Linked DNA regions of Mus musculus: region 1 is linked to region 2. Evidence: chromatin contacts called from public promoter capture Hi-C data. All regions are on one chromosome and are shown on one strand. The core of a region is the stretch at or near the end of the contact, and the rest is flanking DNA. Distances in the headings are between cores, read along the strand shown. Region 1 overlaps Efcab2 (EF-hand calcium binding domain 2). Region 2 holds the start of Desi2 (desumoylating isopeptidase 2).

Region 1 (5,099 bases), core at 513-3,012, 270 kb after region 2:
CCCATTTAGGACTGAGTCCTCCAAGTCCTCTCCCTCTCTGCATGTTGTCTTGCTGTCTGTCTTTGCATTAATGACCATCTCCTGCAGGAAGCTTCTCTACTGAAGGTTGAGAATAATTCACTGGTCTATGGCATAGTGGTTTGAATGAAAATGATTCCATACACTCATAAGGAGTGGCACTATTGGGAGGTGTGGCCTTGTTGGAGTAGGTGTGGCCTAGTTGGAGGAAGTGTGTCCCAAGACAGGTCCAGTGGCATTTTCTCTTCCTGCTACCTGCTAATCGAGATATAGAACTCTCAACTACCTCTCCAGCACCATGTCTGCCTGCATGCTGCCATGCTTCCCACCATGATGATAATGAACTAAACCTCTAAAAGTGTAAGCCAGCTCCAATTAAATGTTTTCCTTTATAAGAGTTGCTGTGGTCATGGCATCTCTTCACAGCAATAGAATCCTAACTAAGACATAGGGCATACCAATATATCATTAGGAATCATTTTATTCCTGAATATGCTCATTTAGCAAAATAATAGAGGTAGGTTTTCCAGAGGGTCCATGACTTGAGTGGGCCTTAAGCCCCCCCCCCCAAAAAGTGATTGGTTAATTCCATAACATTCATGCCACTATTGAATGAGCAAGCACATCTTGAAGGCAGGTCATCACTAAAGCTCACAGGGTTTGTAGCCGGGTGAGATTGAGCTTGATGAGATTTCTGGTGCTGTGCTTAGAATCTTCTAACACTATGAACACTAGCCAATAGGGTGAATCTTCTAGTTGAGTACCACTTAGATTTCTCCACTTTCTATGGTAGAAGTGTGTGGTGTCTTCAGCAATAACATCTTACCATCAAGTTGGAAATAGCCTGTGGTGTTTGGGGAGCCTGTGGGACCCCTTTGGCTAGTGACTCAGAAAGATGTAACCCATTCTTGATACTGAAAATTTTATTTGGCAACAAATAATATCTACTTGTGGTATTGTCTCCCCCATAATATAGTGACTCTATTTAAATTCCTTTTATACATGTATATATTTTAGGAAGTTTCTACAGTAGTAGATTTTCAAATAGCTTTTCTAAAGGTATTTATAATGTTAGTTGTTCACCCCCATATTCCCTCCTCTATGCTGTCCTCCCTTCCCCCACCCCATGTAATCCTTGTAATTCCACCTTTATTCACTTATAGCATTATATTCCATTTCCCTTCCTTAGATGACCCTCCCACGATGCTTTTTTATCTCAGAATTTTGTTTCATTTGCTGGTTTTTCTGAACTCTGTCCTCGTTGTTGACACTTCTGTTTTGTGTTTCTTGAAATTACATTTTCATCTCTTTTTTGTTTGCTTTCAGATGGGGGTCTCATGTAGCCTAGGCTGGCTTTGAACTTGCTGTGTAGGAGAGGGTTTGAGCTGCTGATTCTCTTGCCTACATTTCCCAAATGCTTTGGATTGCAAGTGTGTGCTGCTACATCTGGTGTTTTCATCTCTTTTGGCCTTTTCCTACATCTCCCTTTCAATTTTCTTTCTTCCTAAGCCTCCTTCTCTTTCAGTGCAAAGACCTGACCCTTTTCTTGCCTGAGTTTTCTTTTCTCTGTTTCTCATCCCCAGGAGCATCACTGTTCCTGGGGCTGTAGCATCAGCAGCCTGATTTCCTCACTACGGCCAGCATCTCAGCCCGTCTAGAAGCCATCTGGAGCTCTGCGGTGCCCACCTGGCCCCTTCTGCTGTGTTCCCAGGCTCCTGGCTCCCATCACTCCTCTCTCACCAGTGCTTTGTGTGAGAGTAGCATGGAGGATTGCTTAGGCTCTGTGTATCCAGCCTGGGAAACAAGGGAAGCTCTGAGTCACCAGGGCATCTACTGTGATTGCCCTTTCTTCCCACCACATGGACTTGGGTACTTTCCATCCCTGCTGGTGTTCAGATTTGAACTAAGGGCCTCACACATGGAGAGCTCTTGAAATAGATTCATCTCACTTCATTACTATCTACAGAAACATTTAGAAAGCCTGGCGTTTAAATACCACCTTCTTGTCCCTTCCTCATTTCCCCTTCTCTCTTCCTATCAGCCACCCTCTGCATTGCCTTCATTGCAATGTCGCTAAAGGTAACTCTTAGTGAGCTACTCTCTCTGGCCATGTGTCTGTCTGCCATTTAGCTGGGCATTTAGCTGGGCATGCTACTCATCTTCAGAGAGACAGACACTTATGCTTCCCAAGACACAAGCCCAGTGCTCAACCAATGAGTTACAAACTTGGCTCTTAGCATAGTAGAGGCAGTAGTTCACATTGCTGCCTTCATTGATGTCTCCAGAGGAAGAAAAAGGGGCTCTATCCTTTTCATATACTTTTCTGTCTTCAAGGAGTAATAGATCGTATCCAGGCCCATTTTCACTTTCCTATGACAGAACACTGTTGTAGATCTTTCTATTCAGAACTTCCAAACTTTCTAGTGCAGTGGACATAGACCAAAGCTAGTGTTTTGCAAAGTCTGATTCCATCCCACAGTTTCTTACAGGTTTTATAGTTTGAGTAACAATGTGAAGATTCCTGTCTGCACAGACCTTGTGAGGGTGGTCTCTGGGTCTCATGAACACCAAAAGGATGTTTCTATTGTAGTTTAAGTGTGTTTACAAAAGCAGATGTGGGTAGCCATTGGGACATTCTTTCGTTAGCAAACATAGTCAACTTTCTACAGATAGCTTTGTAAGCATTTGCTTTTGCAAGATAAGAGAACAGAATTCAACTGAAACAAGTAGGAGTATAAGCAGAGTGAAGGAAAATTTAACCCAGCCTGTCTCTTCTTCCTCCTGTAGCCCCCAAGCTACCACAGTGCAAGGCTACAGTTAGATTGTGCTGGAGTGTATTAATGTACTAAATGGTTAACCTATATTCTCTTTCTTTCTCTATCAGAGTTAAACAACAGTTAAAACCAGCCATCAAGTGGCAGACATTGTTTCTTCCTCCCCTCATTTTGTCCTTATTCCTTTTCTGGAGCTTTGAGATTTTGAACTAGTCAGGGCTTGATTTGCTAGTTATTGAAAACCTTGGGCTGCTTTGCTTCTTGCAACCTTTTCTTTTCCCAGGAAGTTTCTCATGTATTTGTGAGCCAGTACTTAAGTGAGGTGCTTTGCTATGTTACCTGTAATCTGAAATAATTTCAACAATTATTTGATAATTTATACTACAGTTGCCTCTCCAGAATTTATATTCTAAAACTTTTCACAACTTTTTTTTTTCTAGAGAGATTGGGACAATTATCAGGTCATTAGGATGCTGCCCGACTGAAGGAGAGCTGCATGATTTCATTGCAGAGGTAGGTACATGGTTGAGAAAGTGTCACTGAGCTGACTCTAGAACTTGTAATACAAACCAACCAACCAACCAACCAACCAACCAACCAACCAACCAACCAACCAACCAACAACTAACCCAAAAACCCTTACCTCAAACTGAAACTGCCCTAACTTACTGAGGGTGTTGTTTGAGAGTGTTAGAATACCTGTGCACATAAGTCAACCAATGGAACCCGTAAGCATTTTGATCAAGTTGTGAAGGCAACTATTGATAGTTTTTAAATTAGTTGAAAATAAGCCAGTGAAGACAAAGAAGTCTGATCACGTGGAGAAAGACCAGTAACAGGTGTATTTAATAATAATGTTGGTTCAAGGGTATACAGAGAGACTCTAGTTTTTATTTATTTGAGGAAATAAAACTAAGCTTCAGAACAAATAATAATAACAACAACAACAATAACAATAGACTAAAGAATAAACTTAAATAGAAAAAAATGGAGTTACACATGATAAAGTTAAACATTGCCAAACAAATTCTCCAGGAAAGCCAGTTTCTCTCTCTCTCTCTTTTTTTTTTAAGATGTATTTATTTATTATATGTAAGTACACTGTAGCTGTCTTCAGACACTCCAGAAGAGGGAGTCAGATCTCCTTATGGATGGTTGTGAGCCACCAAGTGGTTTCTGGGATTTGAACTCAGGACCTTTAGAAGAGCAGTCAGCAAGACCCGCTGAACCATCTCACCAGCCCTTTTTTTTTTGTTTTTTTTGAGACAGGGTTTCTCTGTGCAGTCCTGGCACAGAGGAACTCGCTCTGTAGGCCAGCTGGCCTCAAACTCAGAGATCCACCTGCCTCTGCCTCCCAAGTGCTGGGATTAAAGGTGTGTGCCACCACTGCCCAGGGAAAGCCAGTTTCAATGGGCATGAAAATAAAATCCTTCAATTTTAATCTGGTTAATAAGAATATTAATCAGTCTAAAATTCTAAAAGTTACTATTATTCATAATAATAACAACAAAAATTAACCACATTAGTTAAAAGATTTTGATTGGTTTTTCTTTGTGTTTATAGATTAATTGAAATGGGTAAGCATTTCTGACCAGAGGAGACTGGTGGCTCTGCCTTCCTCAACCCTAGGGAACAAAGATCTGATTGGTTTGAGTTACTTTCCTTATAAGGCAGGGAAGAGAGATGCTAAACAATAGGAGAATCATTAACAAGTTACTCCAGGCAAGTCCTCCCCTTCCCCCCAAAGATTAAAACAGAAGGATTCTATTATCTTGCCCATTGAAACTGGCTTTCGCGGGGAATTCTGTTTGGCTGTGTTTAACTTTATTATGGGTGACTCCAGTTTTTCTTTTTAAGTCTGTTTTGGGACCTAGTATAGGAGCTTAATCCAAAACAAAAGTCTCTTGTAATCATTTGCTGTGTGAGCTGAGGCTAGGAGAAAGGAAGCGTGGATGGACAGTCCATGCCCCTGGAGCTTCATACTCCATTTTGCTTTCCAGAAAGATCTCTGGTTGAACATGAAATGAAAGTTTTAGTTGAACAAAGAGAGACCTTCGGGGGGGGAAAAAAGCTGCCTAGACCACCAGTTGGAGAAACATGTAAGAGAGTTGCTTTTCTTTGCTTGGGGGCAGTGAGAGGTTGTTGGAATATTAACAAGGAATGAGAAAGAAAAGCAACGAAGTAGAATTTGTCCTGTCTTCTTGCTCCTTATACTTGGTAGAGTCCTTGTTTATTCAATGCTATGTTAAAAAGAAGGAGTTTGGAATTTTAGGTTGATGCAGATAAACTTGAAGTAGTAAAATTGAT
Region 2 (4,566 bases), core at 1,393-3,892:
CAAATCCCAGTAACCACATTGCAACCACAAGGTGGCTCACAAACACCTGTAATGATATCTGATGCTCTCTTCTGGTGCATCTGAAGTCAGCTGCAGTGTACTTATGTATAGTAATAAATAAATCTTTGGGTAGAAGGAAGCAGAGCCTGAGCTAGCAGGGCTGACACAAGTGAGCAGAGGTCCTAAAACTCAATTCCCAACAACCACATGAAAGATCACAACCATCTGTACAGCTACAGTGTACTCACATACATAAAAAATAAATCTTTTAAAAAAAGTAACCAAGCCAGGTGGTGGTGGCATACGCCTTTAATCCCAGCACTTGGGAGGCAGAGGCAGGCAGATTTCTGAGTTCAAGGCCAGCCTGGTCTCCAAAGTGAGTTCCAGGACAGCCAGGGCTATACAGAGAAACCCTGTCTCAAAAAACAAAACAAAACAAAACAAAAATAGTAACCAATAGACTTGGCAATAGTGTAATGTTAGAGTAATGTTAAATAATGTTATGATGCTTTTACAATAGTACATTTCCATATGGTTTTTCCAAAGGCTATTCATGTTAGTTGTCCTCCCCATATTGCCTTCTTTAGCCTGACCTCCCACCTCCTCCCCCTTTTAATATTTCTTTCCAGCTGCATTTTTTCAATATTTCCTAGTGCTTCAACCCTTAATTTCACATAGCCTATAGTCATCTGCAAAAGAAGTTCCAATTAACGGATTACCTTTATCAAATTAGCCTGTGGGTATTGTCTTAACTAATTGATATAAGAGGGCCCAGTATACCCTGGGTGTTACATCCCCTGGAGAGGTTGTCTTGAGTTTCTTAAAAAAGCTAGCCAAGCATAAACCAGTGATTGAGCCAGCAGGCACTGCTCCTCCAAGGTGCTTGCTTTAAGTTCCTGCCCTGTCCTGACTTCCTTCTGTGATAGACTGTGACCCCTAAACCTGTTCTGCCCTAAGCTGCTTTCTGTCAGAGCAGGTGTTATCACAGCAACAGAAAGACTGCCCAACAAGTCTCTAGGCTTTAAGTTCTACTGAAATGTTTATTTTAGTCAGATTAATGGTTGTGACTCCATTTCATTTATGCAAATGCCTACTCAACATCTCATGAGACTCTAAAAGGCACTGAAAATATAACATGACCTAACAGTAATTTCATTTCCCTTTCTAACCTGCTTCTCCCTCAAATGTTTGATATATTATGAATAACATACTATCTACCCAAATTTGTCAAACATCCAGGACCTATTTTTGAGACTACCCCTAACTCCCCCAACAAATTTAATGTCCACACTTTTTAATATAAGGCTGGTCACTAGACTCCCAAGATGAGGAAGAAACCAAGCCACAAATCCAAAGTGCCTTTTAAATCTCTTGCATTATATCTGTTAATAACCCATTGACCAAATCAAGCCAAAGCTTGCTAAAGACAGTAGAGAGAGGCATCAAAGGTCATATATAATTTGAGAAGCCACTTTTACAATTTACCACGTTAATGGTCATGTTTCTATTTCCCTTGCCTCATTAAAATTTCACACAGAAACTCAAGCAATTTTTAATTTTTTAAAGTTATTTATTTATCTGAGTACATCATATCTGTCTTCAGACATATCAGAGGAGGGCATCTGATCCCAAATATAGATGGTTGTAAGCCACCATGTGTTTGCTGGAAATTGAACTCAGGACCTCTGGAAGAGCAGCCAGTACTCTTAAGCATTGAGCTTTCTCTCTAGCTCTCAAGCAATCTTTTAAGAGACTTATGTACATATTCATGTCGTTCCTTGGCTCAAACCCTACCAACTCTTCATTTAAAATCCAACCTCAGAGTTTGGAGAGATGGCTTGCCCACTAAAAGTACTTGTTGCTCTGCAGAGGATCTCAGTTTGGTTCCCAACACTCAGGTCAAGCAACTTACAGCAGCCTATAACTTCGGTTGCAGAGCATCCCTGCCCTCTGTCCTCTTTGGTCACCTGCACCCCTTGCTGTCTTTGTCTCTGTCTTCTGTCTTTCTCAGTCTCTTTCACTCTTTCACACACAGAGACACACAAACACACACACAATTGATAAATCTAAAATGTAAAATAGATATTCAATCTCAGCTAACTGAAAACTCAGGATGTCTTCTGACCAGTTAACTGCCTGTCCACAGATCACCTCTTTGCTCATTATATTCTAGCCACAGAGAACTTTTATTTTGTTCCTTAAGTACAAAAAACATGTCTTATGTCTATGTACTTTTGTCTCCTCTAATTGGAATTCTTGGCTCTCTTATATTTGACTAGCTTTCTGTCATTCACGAAATGTGAATTCCGTTTTGAGGGTTAAAGGAGACTTTCTTACATCCTACTTTTACAAGGGTAACCTTCCTCCCTTTATTGCCTCACTTCTATATTTTCAAAAATTAAAAAAAAAGCAGAAGGGCTTTGGAAAACTTAGTCATCACTTCTTCACATTGCGTTGGATTCACATCTCACGCTACAAACACCAGAAACAGCACTGAAAACTAAAAGGCAAATGGAGTCTCTGCTCGCCAAGGACGAACAGCGAAGGTTCCCCTGACAAACTCTTCGCAGGACTTTCTGGGAACTGTAGTCTCCCAGGGAGACGTGAGTGCCTACAATATCCTGGTGAATGCTGGGATATGTAGTCAGACTGCTTACACGCCCAATAGGAATCGCGGGTTCTCCCTCTGCTTTCTGGGAACGGTAGTCTTTCTGCGACCTCGAGCCACCAGGGTGAAGAGGCATCCGGCCTGTCGCCATTTTAGGTCTCCAGCTGCAGAGCCTGAGAGCCTCAACGCGCAGGCGGGCTCATCCCTGGATCCTGGCCGGCCCCGCCTCCAGGGTGCCTAAAGCCCGCCCCTCGCCCAGGCCCCGCCTTCCCCCACGTGTCTGCGGCCGAGGGGAGGCGCCTGAGCTGGAGCTGCCTCTCCACCTGTCTGGCCGGGTCCTCGTACAGGTTTCTGACAGCGTCTCCCGGGAGCGGTCCCGGCTGCCGGATGCTTCCGCCCCGGCTGCGGTGGGCCGGGCTGGACGCTTAGTGCCCGGCTCGAGCCCTGCCTGAGGCGCCCGCGGGGGTGGCAGCGGCCTCCGCCCCGCGGAGACCGAGCGGCTGGAGGACGAGGCGGCGGCCGTGGGGAGAAGGATGGGGGCTAACCAGTTAGTGGTGCTCAACGTCTACGACATGGTGAGTGCGTCCCCTGGCGGCCCGCGCTGGCCGGCCCTGTCAGGGGTCGGGACCCCGGCCCGGTGCTTCCTGCCTCGCGCCTCCGCCTCCAGCTTAGTTCTCAGGGGTGGGGGGAGGGGACAGTCGCGCTGTCTTCTAATCCCGAGACTGGCCCGCGCGCCTCCTGGAGGTGTCCCAGTCAGTCCGAAAGAGGGCTTGGGCTCGAGCCTCGTCCCAGCCCTCAGCTCCCCTGGCTGTGGGCCCGACCCCTGGGCGGATGAGCCGTGTCCTATCCGCGAAGCTTCGGTCGCAGGGCGACCTCCCTCCCAACTGCCACCTGGCCTCTAAGCTGCTCAGCTCCCCTCTGCCCTGCTCCTGCTGGCCCTTGTCTGTCTCCAAATGCTCGAGGCTTCCGACAACTCTCAAGCCCTTCAAGTCTAGAAAGTCACAGCTTCGATGCGGATGCTAGCGTCTCCCCAGAGGTGAACCGGAGCCAATACACCCTCACCTCCAAGGCATCCTCATAAAAATGAAAGAAGCGAAAATTTATGTAGAAAATAGCGCCATTGAATTATTTAGCGATCACAGAGGTGATCCTAGAATCCGAAGGCCACTTTCCAGGTGATGCAACAGGTGGATGACGTGACCGCTAGAGAGGGAAAGACAGCCTTGTTTATTATGTCATCTAACTTTGAAGAACTGAAAACATTCAGGCTAGGGTTCAAAGGCTGGATCCCCTCAGGTTCCAAGTGCAATAATACCCCTAGAAGAAGCACCTGGTAGAGAATGATCGCCGCAGGGAGGCTACGTTTGGGTGTGTTCACTCTCCTTTGGTTACTTAATTTTTGTTTTGTAAAGGATAGCCTTCCCCTGAAAAGCCTGAAATTTCTTGGCTATGCATTGACACATGAAATTTCTCCAGCATTATTTCTGTTGGCTTAAAAGTACTTAGAAGAAATTCAACAGTAAGAAGTCTTGGCTCTTAATTACAGCTCTAAGCTCTTTCTTCTTTGTATTGTTTATAAATTTTTAAATGAACAGGGAGCTATTGATAGAAAAGGATTCCTCATGCTATATCTAGAAGTTAACGTTGACAGGGCATGGTCTGCTGGTAACTAGAAGCGAGGTTTCTCTTCTAGTAGGTTCCAGTGTAAGTCTGGAGATGAGAGGTAGAGTAACAGACTAGGAAAAGTTAATCATGAAGGGAAAAGTTGGATAACTGGAGCAGGAGATTCGAGAAGAGCATGCGTATTGTATGACTAACAGCCTACTCTACTGGTTAATAAATTATTCTCTGGATTTAAACTTTTTGTGTTCCATGGGAATCTTTTCTTAATTAATTTTGCCCCCTGTTGTTGTTTAGTTGTTGTTTTGAGGCAGAGTTTGTGTAGTTCTGGCTATCTT

The links. Promoter capture Hi-C pulls out the DNA fragments that hold promoters and counts their contacts.
Region 1: a contact with region 2 is called in a promoter capture Hi-C map of hippocampal neurons, with 3 times the contacts expected there. The contact joins the enhancer-like site here to the promoter of Desi2 in region 2. A contact is called at or near these places in 24 of 39 promoter capture datasets (the 3T3-L1 cell line, 3T3-L1-derived adipocytes, the C10 cell line and 14 more), 1 of 484 Hi-C or Micro-C datasets (bone marrow-derived macrophages), 14 of 115 datasets of contacts at active chromatin or transcription factors (the SCID.adh cell line, acute myeloid leukemia, astrocytes and 11 more) and 4 of 9 other capture datasets (adipose tissue, liver, macrophages and 1 more).

What each region holds. Positions count from the first base shown.
Region 1 is chr1:178,452,584-178,457,682 of GRCm38.p6, forward strand. Efcab2 (EF-hand calcium binding domain 2) reads left to right here. Exons shown (of 7, transcript NM_026626.3): 3 at 3,233-3,305. Among named protein-coding and RNA genes, the nearest start is that of Gm31289, 49 kb to the right of the region's middle. Within about 2 kb of position 1,763, at least 14 of the 459 cell types and tissues checked have an H3K27ac peak or open chromatin away from gene starts, as enhancers often do. A contact at or near this core is called in extraembryonic endoderm stem cells and hippocampal neurons, where this site is marked.
Region 2 is chr1:178,184,775-178,189,340 of GRCm38.p6, forward strand. It overlaps Desi2 (desumoylating isopeptidase 2), which reads left to right and starts at 2,643. Exons shown (of 5, transcript NM_024282.3): 1 at 2,643-3,183. The coding sequence starts at 3,142.